2 separate regions of the Zea mays genome follow, and region 1 is linked to region 2. The links are chromatin contacts, called in public Hi-C maps. All regions are on one chromosome and are shown on one strand. Each heading gives the region's core, a stretch centred on a gene start, on an enhancer-like site or on the middle of the called end of the contact. The rest is flanking DNA. Distances are from core to core; before and after follow the strand shown. Region 1 holds the start of LOC103627503 (ethylene-responsive transcription factor ERF039). Region 2 has its middle 19 kb from the start of LOC103627501.

Region 1 (6,549 bases), core at 670-3,169, 86 kb before region 2:
TAGCACCGGTCGTGTGCGTGCATGAACGCCATAGTGCAAACGACGGCACGCGCGCGCGATCGATGGGCCAGGACGTGCAGCGCCACCGCCCACCGCTCTCCTTCGCGTCTTACGTACAGCCCGGCCGGGCGCTCTGCCGGGATTCATGCATGCACGCCGCTTTCCGCGCCGTGTCGCCGCCGCTCTCGACCGCGCGCGCGCGCCTTGCTCCGGCCGGTCGCCATCCCACCCACGGCTTTTGGTTTAGGGTGCAGGTTGCATTGCATTGCATGGGGCCGTCGTTGTTGCGTACGTGAAAAGGCCTGCTCGGGTGAATTTCTTCGCTTCTTTCGCTGACGATGGGTGCGCGCGCTTTTTATTTCGTGCTGGGCTGGAGATGATCGGTGGACGAATCCGGCCGTAATTTAAAAGGTGCATCATCTTTCGCTAAAGCGTCTCGTGTGGCATTAGTCCGAATCGGACTAGAACGCCTTTAAATATATAGCACTAGTGTGCCTGCTACAACTACAAAAAAAAAAAAGATTCAGTATAACCCCTTTGAGCAACGGAGAATGAAAGGAGCTAGATGCGCGGCTAGTCTTGCCGCTGCACCATATTCTTGTCCCACAATCCAAGCAAAGACAGACGACCAGACTGGAGGGAGCGAAAGGAACGTGCTGGCCGGGGTCGACGAATGATTTTTCTTTTATACATGTGGTTTGCTTTCTAAATCTGTAGGAGCAGACGCAAAGGAGAAATGGCTCTAATTTGGTTCCATTCCAGCTGGTCCAACTCCAACGCTGCTCCATGGTTTACATCGATTGCGCTCTGGTCCACCGCCGCAATTACAGCCCATAGCTAGGCCGTAGATGGCCACACACCAAGCAGCAGCAGCTCGAAGCCGCGCTTGATTCTCGTCGACTGAGCAAAACAGTCTATTTCACTGCACTCAGTACTCCCACAGCAGCGGCTCCTCCAGGCGGAACAACGCGCCGGCGCCGGCGCCGGCGCCGGAGAAGCACGCGTCGTCGTACCACGACGGCGCGCACGAGAGCTGGCACGACGAGGCCCCGTGTCTGAGGTCGAGGAGGAGGTCGGGGAGGTCGAACAGAGCGTCGTCGGGGTTGTCCAGCTGTGGCGGCGGCGGCGGCGGCGAGGCGGACGCGGAGTCGGCGGCGGCGGCCGGGCCGTCGTCGGGGTCCGTGGCGGCGGCTGCATTGGCGGGCGCCTGGAAGTCCGCGGCCGCGGCGAGCGCGGCGGCGGCCTGGACGTCCTTGGGCGCGGCGGTGGCCGGGCGGGGCAGATCGTTCGCGAGCTCCGGGAAGTTGAGGTGCGCGGCGCGGCCCTTGATCGCCAGCGCGGCTACGTCGTGGGCGCGCGCCGCCATCTCGGCGGTGGCGAAGGTGCCGAGCCAGATGCGCGACTTCTTGCGCGGCTCCCGGATCTCCGACACCCACTTGCCCCAGGCCCGCATGCGCACGCCGCGGTACGTCGGGTGGTGCCCGTCCTTGCTGCGCCGCCGCTTCTTGCTGCCCGCGGCGGAGGATTCGGAGGACGACGCGGTTGGGGACGCAGGAGCCTCAGCAGAGGACGAGGACGTGGGCTCGGAGCCGGAGGAGGAAGAGTCCATGGCCATGGCTCGTCCCTTTTTTTCTCCTGCTGTTGTGGGGGGTGTTGGTGGAGTTGGTTGGCAGCGGAGAGCCGCTGCCGGGGGAGGACTGTGACTGTGTGAGGACGAGGGCACGAGGCGAGTGTGGCGTGGTGTGGTGAGGTGGGAGCTGAGAGTGCGGGAGCGAGGGGATTTTATGATGAGGCAATGAGGTGTAGGGAGACGTGGAAAGAGGAAAGCAGCTGCTCCGTCGCTCTTCCCTGCGGGCAAGGGCAAGGGAACAGTGGCAGTGCAGCGGGGAGAATGCCGATTGACGATGGGACACTGCGACACAACATCACTGGTTTTTGGGGGCCTAAGCTTTGTTTCTAACCCTCTCTGTCGTCTACTCTCCCAAATTAAAATTCATTTTACCATTAAAACTTAATGTTATATATATATATATTATCATCTATTTGATTATACACATAAAAATCGAAGGCTAGAACGACTAGAAACATGGGACAGAGCGAGTATTATTTATCGCTATAGAAAATGTACTAGTTACTTTCAAAATTATAAAATAGAAAGAACATTTATGTTTCTAAATTTTCAAAATAGATTCAATTATATATCTAATAGTACTAACTATATATTATAGATGTTAATATTTTATTCATATTTAGATAAACTTGTTAGGTATATTTGACTTCTTGGAAAATAAGAACCATAAATAAAAAGCGATGGAGGGAGTACCTGCTTACACATTACATGAAACTGTAACATGCATGATCCGATTATCTTAGAAACATTTCAGATATAAATTCTCTGTCGAAAATGTTTCTCAGTGGAAATAGAATCACTCAACAAGAATCAACAAAACCGTTTGTCTATATTGGTTAGAAGTCTTCTTAAAAAATAGAATCACTGTAAAAAAAACTCCTATTTGGGTGATTCTCATTTAAAAGCAAGAAACGACGTCTATGAATGTTTCATTCTGGTCATTCACTTTAAAAAAATTAGAAACGTTTCTATCATCCAAACACATCCTTAAACACTTAACACCAAGTATATTCCAAAGTCCCATGTACAGACACATTTTAGTTCTTTTTTCACGTCAGTATTGTGGCCTTGTGGGCACCCTTTTGCTGTCACGTCCTGCCAAATGCGTCGTCAAATCGCAGAGCTGTTTTGTAATAATATTCTCTGAAAACCACCGTTCTGATTCCCGTACAGCATACTGATGGGAACATGTAAATACCGTAGCATACGTTGTAGTAGTAGTACATAGCAATCCGGTCGTGGAATGGAACGTGTGTACGTAGTACGTACGCGTCGTTGCTGGGCATTGACGTATTGTAGAGAACTACTGGTGTTCACTACTGGAACAATGGTAGATTTTTAAATGAGCGTGATTTCAGTCGAACCACGTGCGATTTTTAAACTGTAGTTCAATAGTTGTCCAAACAGCCGGATCTGCTGGGCCGGTATGGGCCCGATAAAAAAACACGGCCCAGGTCCTATGCAGCACGATAATATCTTATGCCCCTGTCTGGTCTTAGCACCATCATATTTGTGCTCGAGCCTATACATCAGTCCATACCAGGGATGACAATGTACACGTACCCTTTAGATAGTGGTTATCCATATTCATACTCACGAGATAAAGTTATACCGTGAAGAAACATGTATCCGCTCGCGAATATGAAATTGTACCCATATCCACACCCGCATGGGTAAAAAAACCGTCGGGTAACTTATACCCGATTAGATACCCACTAAACACATATTGAATATCACAAATATAATAAATATATGTCATATTTAAAATTATAAATCGTCAAATATGAGTAAATAAAAGAAGAAAATATAATGAATAATGTAGAAACATGCAAGTTGATCATATTTTTTTTGCTAATATACATTTATATGTACTTAATTGAGTAGATTATATCTATGGCTGGGACAGGTGTAAAATACTCGTGGGTACATGGGTATGGGTAGTACATACCTATACCTGTACCCGTCTACCTGTTGGGTACAATATCATGCCTATTAACGTACCCACGGGTAAAGAATTTATCCCATACCAGCCCTTATGTCGGGTGAAACCCGTTGGGTATACGGGTTTCGGGTACCCGTTGCCATCTCTAGTCCATAGTGTCATCACCGAAACATTCCATTCTAAGGTTGTCTTCAGTGGATCATGAAAAATGGGGAATTTGCACTGTAGATCACGTTGTTTGCGGAGTGAAGATTGAAATAGTGGATGAGACAGGTAATGGGATGGGGGAGCTGCTAGGGATAGCCTAAGGTTGTCTCCAGCTTCTGTCTGTTGCATCTCATATCTTATCTTATATTTTTAAAATTCACTCTATAAACAATACATACACTCTACAATATAAAACAATGTTTCGAACGACTATATGTACGGTTTGCCGGAGATATCCTAACAACGGAAACAAGAGCGGCGTGACTCTTAGGCTCTGTTTGGAAGCTTAGTAATTTTGCAATTTGAAGCAATACAATATTTGATGATATCGTGGTATTGGAAGCCAAAGTTTGTTTGGTTGGTACAATCAAACCACAGTTTTAAATACCACGATCTAGCCAAAACTATGATGTTTTTGGACCTCCACTCAGAAACTCAGTTTTCTTTTGTTCTCTCAACGCATACTTTGGTTTTCCAATGGAACCAAATAGATCTCGATTTTAAGTAATAGTGTGGTTTTACTATGGTGAAGTGATATTGTAGTACGCGTGTCATGTACAATTGTAAACTATGTGTTGGTCACTTGTTTTCGATTGCTATATGATATAAAAAACAAGGCAACAAAGATTCGGGAGTTTGAACCTTCGTCTCTAAGTTAACACTTCTCCAGAATGTTATCTTGAAGACGAAGGTTCCAAGAGAAGATAAAAACGAAAATAGAAACATAAATGAACCATTGAACATAAAATTAAAACTCGTCTCATGTTTCTCAGTATTTTATTCCATCTTCCCTTTCCTTGTTTAAACAAGTTTACATACGACCATTTGATATAAAGCAGCACAAAGACACTTCAAAGACCAGATGTAACAAAGTTGAGATCTCGCATCCAAAAAAGGATCAAATTGTGTGGAGCATTGTTCATCTATTTATAGGTACGAAATACATCTTTGGTAGTATTACAATTGTGCCCTAAAGCTTAAACATTTAGACTATAAACATGATACGGGTAATAGTGTCCTTTCTCTCTATCATCTCGTCTCCAGAATCTGTGGACACTTTCTTTCGGCTTCTTATAGCTTCCATCTTTGTCTTTTTATGTTGTTATCCGAAGCTTATACCTTCGCCTTTGCTTGATTCATTCTGAAGGTGGTTTTTGCTGAAGCATCTGTAATACTTTAGAGATGTATCAGTAAGCAATGGTTAATTAGTGTTTTGAGGACATTCAAAGGATGAAGGCCCTCAACACTATGGTGTTTCAAAACTATAGTATTTCAAAGATGCATTACTAAATAGGACCTTAGTTTTTGACACTCTTATTTTCTCCTAAACCACAAGATCTTTCCATTAGAGGAGGGATATATAAGTCACCTTGCCACAACCGTTCATGTGGCGTTAAAAACCCTAGCTCAATTGTTTCATTCACTCTCTATATTCTCTCTCACACACAATCTGCCTCTCCATCTCCTCTATCTCGCCATGGAAATCCCAACCTCTCTCCTCGCACTTAGTTAATGTCTTGTCGAGATCAAGGCAATTCAAGGTGCTCCAGCTTCTTCTGAAGACATGTTGAACCATCTCATCAAGAATTTCAATAAATTTTCAATATCTAGCCCAAATTATCCGAAAAACAACACAACATGCTTAAGTCCTACTTGAACATGGCCAAGCTTTTTGAGTAGGCATCCAAGCCATCATATAACTACAGTTTAAGTCTAGTCGGACTCCCTCTTCGACTCAATACCACTTCAATCTACCAGAAAGCGATCATAAGACTTATCACATCCACTCTTGAGAGATAAGAGGTAGAAGTCGCACTGATTGGTGCCCAACAAAGCCTAGTCTTTAATGCCGCATCAGACGGAAAGATTATACACTAGCCAGTCTGGCTACTTGAGAATACCTATGCTTCTTCCCACGTAGCCGTCTTGATGGATCAGTTGCCATACCAACCCATAGTGACCATCTTAGCTATCTCGATTATCAAGCCCTACACACCCAATAGAATGGGCAACTATGATCATTGGGAGAAGATCTTTCTTTCGAAAAGATACATGAACCTCAAGGATGATGAAGAAGAAGTGTCTGACATCTCCAGTGATCAACAAATTATAGTTGGAGAGAAAGAACCTAAGAAGGTATTCACACACACACAAGAAATTGTTAGGATCTAGATGGCTAGACGGGGTAAATAGCCTATAAAAATATTCAATAAAACATAATTATTACTAAAGTAAAGGTGTTTGGTATAAAAGATGATGCATAAGTATATATTTGCTCTTGCTCTAGTTCATTCCATGTAAGCCCCTTAAACAAGACTAGTGGCTTGGTTTCTAGTCTCTACTAACTATTAAGAAGCTAACGTAGACCGCCCCTACCTCCACTTATCGCGACGTCGCATGCACCTCCATGGCTGCTGCATGCAAGCCGCACAAGCGCGCACAAGCTCTGCATGGCTGCTGCATGCAAGCTACTACATGGCTGCTGAATGGCTGCCGCCGCACAAGCTACTGCATGGCTGCTGCATGCATGCATGCAAACCTGCTGCATGCAAGCTATTGTATGGCTGCTGCATGCAAGCCATCACACAAGCTACTGCATGGCTGCTGCATGCATGCATGCAAACCTACTGCATGCAAGCATCGTGTCTCACTCCACTCATGAAGTGTCGTGGAAATTGAGGGGGCTGGCCTGGTGGCTGGCTGCTGTCCGCCTGTCCCTCCGCTGCAAGCCTGCAATGCTGCTCAGTTGTTGTCGGTTCGATCGGTTCCC
Region 2 (6,815 bases), core at 2,912-5,411:
AGTCTTTCCCTGGTGGCTGGCACAGTTGCCGGAGCGGGGTGAACAGTGCTGTTTTCCTGTCAGGACGGTCAGTAAAGGAGCGAAGTGACTGCGGTCACTTCAACCTTGCCGACTGAGGCACGCGTGTCAGGACAAGGTGTCAGGCGATCCCCGCATTAAACGCGCATGCGATACGGTCGGTTGGTAAGGCGATTCGGTCGAGGTCGCTGCACGACAAAGTTCACCCGAGCTTAGCCTCGGGTGAGACAGGGGTGTGTCTGTTGACTAAGGGGACCCTCGGGCGAGGCGTGAATTCCTCCGGGACCACTGTCCTTGCTGGAGGCTAGGCTCGGACGAGGTCGCGTCCCTTGGTAGGCGAGGCCTTGACTTGAACCGCGCTTCATCAGCCGTGTATGATTTGTTCTGAAGATGTTTTCCAGTCGGGTTAAGGAGCGTTGGGGGTACCCCTAATTACGGTACCCGACACAAAGTGAACACTGCGCGACAGAAGTTAGAGCGCCTGGTGTGGCACCAGACTGTCCGGTGCAGCTACAGGAGAAAGGGTTCCAACGGTCGACCGCTCCAAACCCCAACAGGCGTACTGACATGGCACGCACCGGACAGTGCACAGTACCTGTCCGGTGTACCACCGAACTGTCTGATGTGCCCATCGACAACAAAAACAGCCAACGGCTAGGAAGTGGTTGGAGGCTATAAATACCCCCCAACCACCTCCTTCAATGACATCCAAGTTTTCTAAACTCCACATTCATTGCAAGAGCAAAATACTTCACTCCAAGACATATTCCAAAGATCAAATCCTCTCCAAGTTTTAAAATCAACTCAATCGCTCAGTGACTTGAGAGAGAGAGTGTGTTTATTTTTCTTTTGTTGCTCTTGTTGCTTGGATTGCTTTCTCCTTTCTATTCTTAATTCTCTAAGTGCTTTGTAAAGCTAGCAAGAGACACCTAAGTGTGTGGTGATCCTTGCGGGTCTTAGTGACCCAAGTGATTAAGGAAAAGCCTCGACCGGTCTGTGTGACCGATTGAGAGAGGGAAAGGGTTAGAATAGACCCAGCCTTTGTGGCCTCCTCAATGGGGACTAGGTTCTTTGGAACCGAACCTCGGTAAAACAAATCATTGTGTCCACTTGTTGATCTTCACTTGATTTGTTTCCCTTCTTTCCTCTCTCTAAAGTTCTCTTGCTCATATTGATGTGAGTTTGCTCCCAAACGTTATCCACATTGATTGAGTAACTCTAAGCAAGGAGAACTATCTTTCGAACACGGATTTAATTCTAACGCTAACTCCGGCCTTAGTGTGAGTTTAAGTTTATAAATTTCAGGTTTTGTCTATTCACCCCCCCTCTAGACGACTTTCACTTACCTTGAGAGAGAGAGAGAGAGAGTTAATTCAGTCAGTGCCCTTATATTTATTAGTGTTCAAGAATAGTTTAAGGCTTGGTGTCTCTCTAGTGATGTCAATGATCTTCCAAGCTTGGTGTGGCGCAATGATGACTTGGTGTGCAGGAGACAATAAGAGTCTTTACTTAGTGGACAAACTTCATATATAGTGGACGACACCTTGGCCACCAAAAGAGTTGGATGACAAGTGGTGATCCTTAGTAGCTAGCGACACTTGCCTTGGTTGATGGGAGCCTTTATGTTAAGCCCAACACCATGAGCATGGGGAGGCTTGGTGACTATGAGAATACCTTAATAGAGCTCCAACATGGACTAAGGGTTGTGTTTGGCAATTCAAACCATAGGGTGACTAGAAGAATACTTAAATAGAGCTCTAACATGCACTCTAGAAGGCTATTTTCGTTGTCTATCTTTGGCTAGCGAGAAATTTGGAATAAAAATATAGCTATATTTGAATAACCAATTAAAGAAGTTGTTGGAGGGCATTTTTTCCATCAAAATCTTTATTTCCAACCATTATAAAGAATATAGAGAATCTCTTTGAGTTGCTCTTAGGTGGTTGAGGAATGGTGTTTTAGTATACATGTATTCATTTTTTTAATATTTGTTCTCGATTATTAGTGTTGTGTAGATTCTTATTGAACATTTACATATGATATCTTAGATATGCCTTATCAAAGTTGTTCCATAGTCATACAATTGTATGGTGGTTTTGTCACAACTGTGTTTCAAGGGAAGTATGTTATCCAAAATTTTACCCTTTTGTGACTAGGAGTAAAATGGTCAAAGTAGAGGCTGGAAAGTCAACAATAGTGTCGCAAACTATATAGCATACCAATAATGAAAAACAAGGTGCTCGTTTGCTATTATTCCAAATAAATAAAGATAAGATTATAATTTCTATGAGTTGCAGATAAAAAGATCTTCACCAAATTTAAAAGCGGACATACATACAAATTTAAAAAATAAATGGATAAAATAAAGAATTTTCAAATAGTTATGTAGTTACACTAAGTCTATATATCTAGAAGTTACACCAAAATAATGATTGTAACTTTAATGTAAGTGTGGTGTAAACCGAACAAAATTTTATAATAGCTACAAATTAGGTGTAAGAAAAGAAAAGGTAACATATAGCTAAAGGGCGGGATGGATGGTTAAAATAAAGTCAACCACATGCATGCGCCACTAGCACACCATAAGCATGCAATGTCAGCATACCGGCACAAAATGACGTAAGAGTATAGATCTAGCATTTGACTAGATCTCTACTAAATTTATGACAGCTAGACACTATAACGGCACGGCATATGGTGTTTTAGCATAGGCTGAAATCATTCGAGTGCTAGGTACCAAACTAAACACCCTAGCGCTATTTAGCATTTTAATTTTCTCGTTTATTTAAGGGTTAGCTAGCTCGTGAACGGAGGGAAAACTTAAAATCTCCGGAATTTGGTTCAAGTGTCAAGTCCCATAGATTCAGAGCATGCCCATGGATTGGCTCATGGGCGCCTGTGTACGTGTGATGCTGCCTATATGTGCGTAGGCTTGAAACAGCTAGCGAGCTTAATGAAGTAGTACTGCCAGGACCGACTTCTGTTCGCTAGTACGACGACCTACTAGAGGAGAGAGCACTAAATTAGGCTCGTGCAGCGATTAAAAATATGCCCCGAATCTTCCACCCAGAGATCCTGAAGATTTGGATCTTGCTCGCTACATATATACGGCCAGCAGAGGCTTGCTACAATAATGCAAACCGCATATACGTACGTACGACACCGACGATGTGATGGAAAAGCACATCGCCGGCCGCTAAGTACACGTGTTGTTGTTGCTGCACTGCATCACTGTGTAAGCAGAAGCTCGGCGCATGTGATTATAGTGGTGGTAAAAGGCGACTGGATCGACCATGAATAATCAGCTCCCGTTGCTCTCGCTCTCATCGATCAAGCATGTGCGCCCTTAGTCTACATTATGCTTATTAATTAGGAGTCAAGAACAACCGGAAGAGCACGTAGTACTGACGTACTGTAGCTGCACTGCGCGCCGCGCGGGATTCCCTGACCAGATCCCGTATTTTGAGACGCCCGTGCCCGTAGTATATCGCCGTCAACCGTTTCCACAGGCGGTCGACATGAATACGTGTATCCCAGCTCACCGATCGGCGACCTGCCGGAGGAAAAAGAAGCCGGCCCAGCTTGTTTAATGGTTCTCTCTCGCGCGCGCGCCCCGGCCTCGCGATTTGCATATATTGTACAAATAAATAAACAAACCGCCACCAATGCAATTACTTTATTGTTTATATATTACTCCCTCCGTTTCTTTTTATTTGTCGCTGGATAGTGCAATTTCGCACTATCCAGCGATAAATAAAAAGAAACGGAGGGAGTAATAATCTCGCGCATCGCCAGTGCTCGAACGCCTTTTCCAAAGCTAGCTGGTGCGCTGGCTCGCGCCCAGTCGCCCGGCCCTAGCTAGCTAGCCTCACATGAACACTGACTGATAAGCGAGTAAACCCCTAAACAAACCACCCTCATGTGCCTCGCGCGCACCACTAACCTCGCCGATCGAACTTAAACTAAGACCAGCAATTGGCACGCGCGATGGCAGATTCGAGGAAGCGTCCGCGAGGGGTAGCAGTTGCAGTCCACTGAAAGCTCGATCGATCGGCTTGCCAGCAGGTAGCACGGCTTGATGGGCAGCGTACAGCATGGCACTGTCGTCCGATGCGGACGCCACGTACGGTACGGTTTCTCTGCAGCAGCCAGTGCGGAACGACCGCGCCACAGGCCGGCCGGGCTCCAGAGACACCTCATCGATCTCTGCACGCTACTGTTCATGTACTACATACAGTTTATGCAGACGTCTATATATGGCAGGTGAGACCGCTGTACATACAGTTTGTGCTACTGCACGTTTGGGGTCTGGTCGACGGTACGCAGCAGTGTTACTGTATATATATGTACCGATCAGAGGGTCGTAGTCCACGTTTCTCATGCATGCGCGCGGGGTACGGTGGGTGGGTGCGCGCGCGGTTGTTGTTGCATTGCAAAAGAGGCATGTGGTCGTCGACCGATGGATCACCCTTTTTTTAGGCACCCATTCCATACAGCATGTAGGTCGATCGGCTAGCTACGTGGCGTGGATAATTACGTGTCGTCCTTTCTTTAACGTGCACATACACTTTGTTCCCAGACAAAAACAATTACGTGAATATAAACGCTCATGCACACTTTACATCCTGTGGCTAGCTTAGCTTGCTAGCTGCTAGTGCTTTTCCATACGGATTTGTCGTAGCTAAAGTAGTGAAAAGAGGATTATTGAGAGACGGCGATCCTTGCATGCATGGGCCGCCAGATAATCTTATAAATTGGCAGGGACCGACCGTTCGATGGTGTCATATCATACATCAATCCATCATTATTGAGTTCACAATAAACATTAGGATCGTCCGCCCAAATCTCATAAGCTAGACGTACGACCTCCTTAATTAGGTCTCTGATGTACGTATAAGTCTGCGACGACCTAGTCCAATGTAGAGAGTAGAGACATGCATGTACAGCCAGATCACACACTGGTAGCGGAAAGTTTTATAACACAATTAGCAATAAATACAAATAGTTTCTCTAAAATATCAATGGATCTCCTTAATGAAAGACTAAGGGTATGTTTGGTTTAGCTTTATGAGCCAGATTCGTTGCCAAAAAACCAAAATCCCAATCATTAGAGTGCATGGGTTGAATAGATTCTTAAAAATCTACATATTTCGCTAGTTCAATCCAGAATCTCCTTCCCTTGATTTTTCATATTCTCCACGTACAGATTTTCCAAAATATTACCCAATTGCCAAATTGTCATTGTTTATAAGATTATATCATTTTATTTTCTATTCAGGGGCACCACCCGTCGCTCGACTCCCACCCGACGACACCTCCCAGCGACGGCTAAAGGTACCACCACCTCCATACACCTGACTTCAGAGGTCAGTGACGTGGCTTAGCCATCTCTAAACCATCATACATCTTCCCTCCTCGAGCCTTCAGCGTTACTCATCGCCCAACATCCATGTTGCATGTCCATATATCTGATGTTGTCCACCTTGAACACCTCTCTAGCCCTCACTTTGATGTTGTGATGTTCTGATCCAGGTGGATTGTGTTATATCCTGCTCCAAGGCTTAATAGAATTAATAGAGTATTTATAACAATAAGGTACATCTTCATTTTTAGAAGTCTGTCTCAAAAGAACCTCTGGGTTAAGCGTGCTTGGCCTAGAGCAATCTTGGGATGGGTGATCGACAGGGAAGTATCCTCAGGTGCACATGAGTGAGGACAAAATGCGCACAAAAGACTCGTGTTAGTCTGTGAGGATGATCTATGATCCTAGAGGGTGTTAGAAGTAAGTATCGTCGATCCAACAGTGGACAGGGTATTACAGATGCTTAGTGATTGTGAGGCTCCATCCCCATGAAAAGACAACGATACAACATCTATCGTTTTAGCTGCTACAACAACTATACATGCTAATCATGTAGGCATTATGCACGCGTTGGACTAGCAAACGTGACTACAACGATGATGCTTGGGCCTAGCATTGTGGGGGTAAGACCCCACTGCATATCGTATTGTCCTCTTGTTGGTGATGGCGTGTCGTTGAATCAGCTCATTCAAGATGTCAGGGTGACATGATCTCTCCTGTTATATTGCTAACATATCATGGTCTTACATAATCTATAGTTGTTGGGCCCATGCTTCGTTGCGCCGAAGGCCTTGTGTGAAGAAGCAGCTTCGGCTGAAATCGTCCCCAGGAAATGGCCGAAGGTTCCTTTTTATAGAGCTTCGGCGTTGCAAACCGACATAAAGATAGAATGACCTTTTTATCCATAGAGGTCTAAGATAATGTTGTAAACTTTTGTAAAGGGCATAATTGTAATTCGTCACAGGCTGTGTCCTGTGTCTATAAATAGATGAACAGTACCCCCGTACTGTTCACGCTGACTGGGCATTTGCTTTTGCGTCACGCTTGTACTTTTTACCTTCTCTCAGGACCGAAGGTACATTTGTAATTTGAAATCATTTCTATTTTTCCATGTTAATAAAATAGAAATGATTCTATGATGATGCTTATATTATATTTCATGCTTTATATGAGTCCTTCGTCATTACTTGTTATGTTTACGAAGGTATGTTTCTTATGACCTTCGTTCGAAACTCATTATTTCCCGAAGGGACATAATGCTTCGAAGGACGAAGGACTTTAACACTTAACACTTTTTATGTTGCCTTGTTCTTAACTCTTAGCATTTGAGAACAAGTCCCCAACATTGGCGCCCACCTCCGGTGAACTCACTTCCACTTTTCTGAGCTGATGGCTTCGTTCAACAATCAAGCTGGAGTTGCTTCGGACCCGAAGC

The links. Hi-C and Micro-C count contacts between places; a contact is called where the count stands out from the background.
Region 1: a contact with region 2 is called in a Hi-C map of ear, with 2.0 times the contacts expected there. The contact joins the promoter of LOC103627503 here to the enhancer-like site in region 2. A contact is called at or near these places in 3 of 25 Hi-C or Micro-C datasets (ear and leaf).

The regions. Positions count from the first base shown.
Region 1 is chr5:196,208,471-196,215,019 of Zm-B73-REFERENCE-NAM-5.0, reverse strand. LOC103627503 (ethylene-responsive transcription factor ERF039) reads right to left here and starts at 1,919. Exons shown (of 1, transcript XM_008647790.3): 1 at 500-1,919. The coding sequence starts at 1,615. The coding sequence ends at 929.
Region 2 is chr5:196,124,842-196,131,656 of Zm-B73-REFERENCE-NAM-5.0, reverse strand. No RefSeq gene overlaps it. Among protein-coding and RNA genes, the nearest start is that of LOC103627501, 19 kb to the right of the region's middle. Within about 2 kb of position 4,161, at least 15 of the 20 cell types and tissues checked have an H3K27ac peak or open chromatin away from gene starts, as enhancers often do. A contact at or near this core is called in ear, where this site is marked.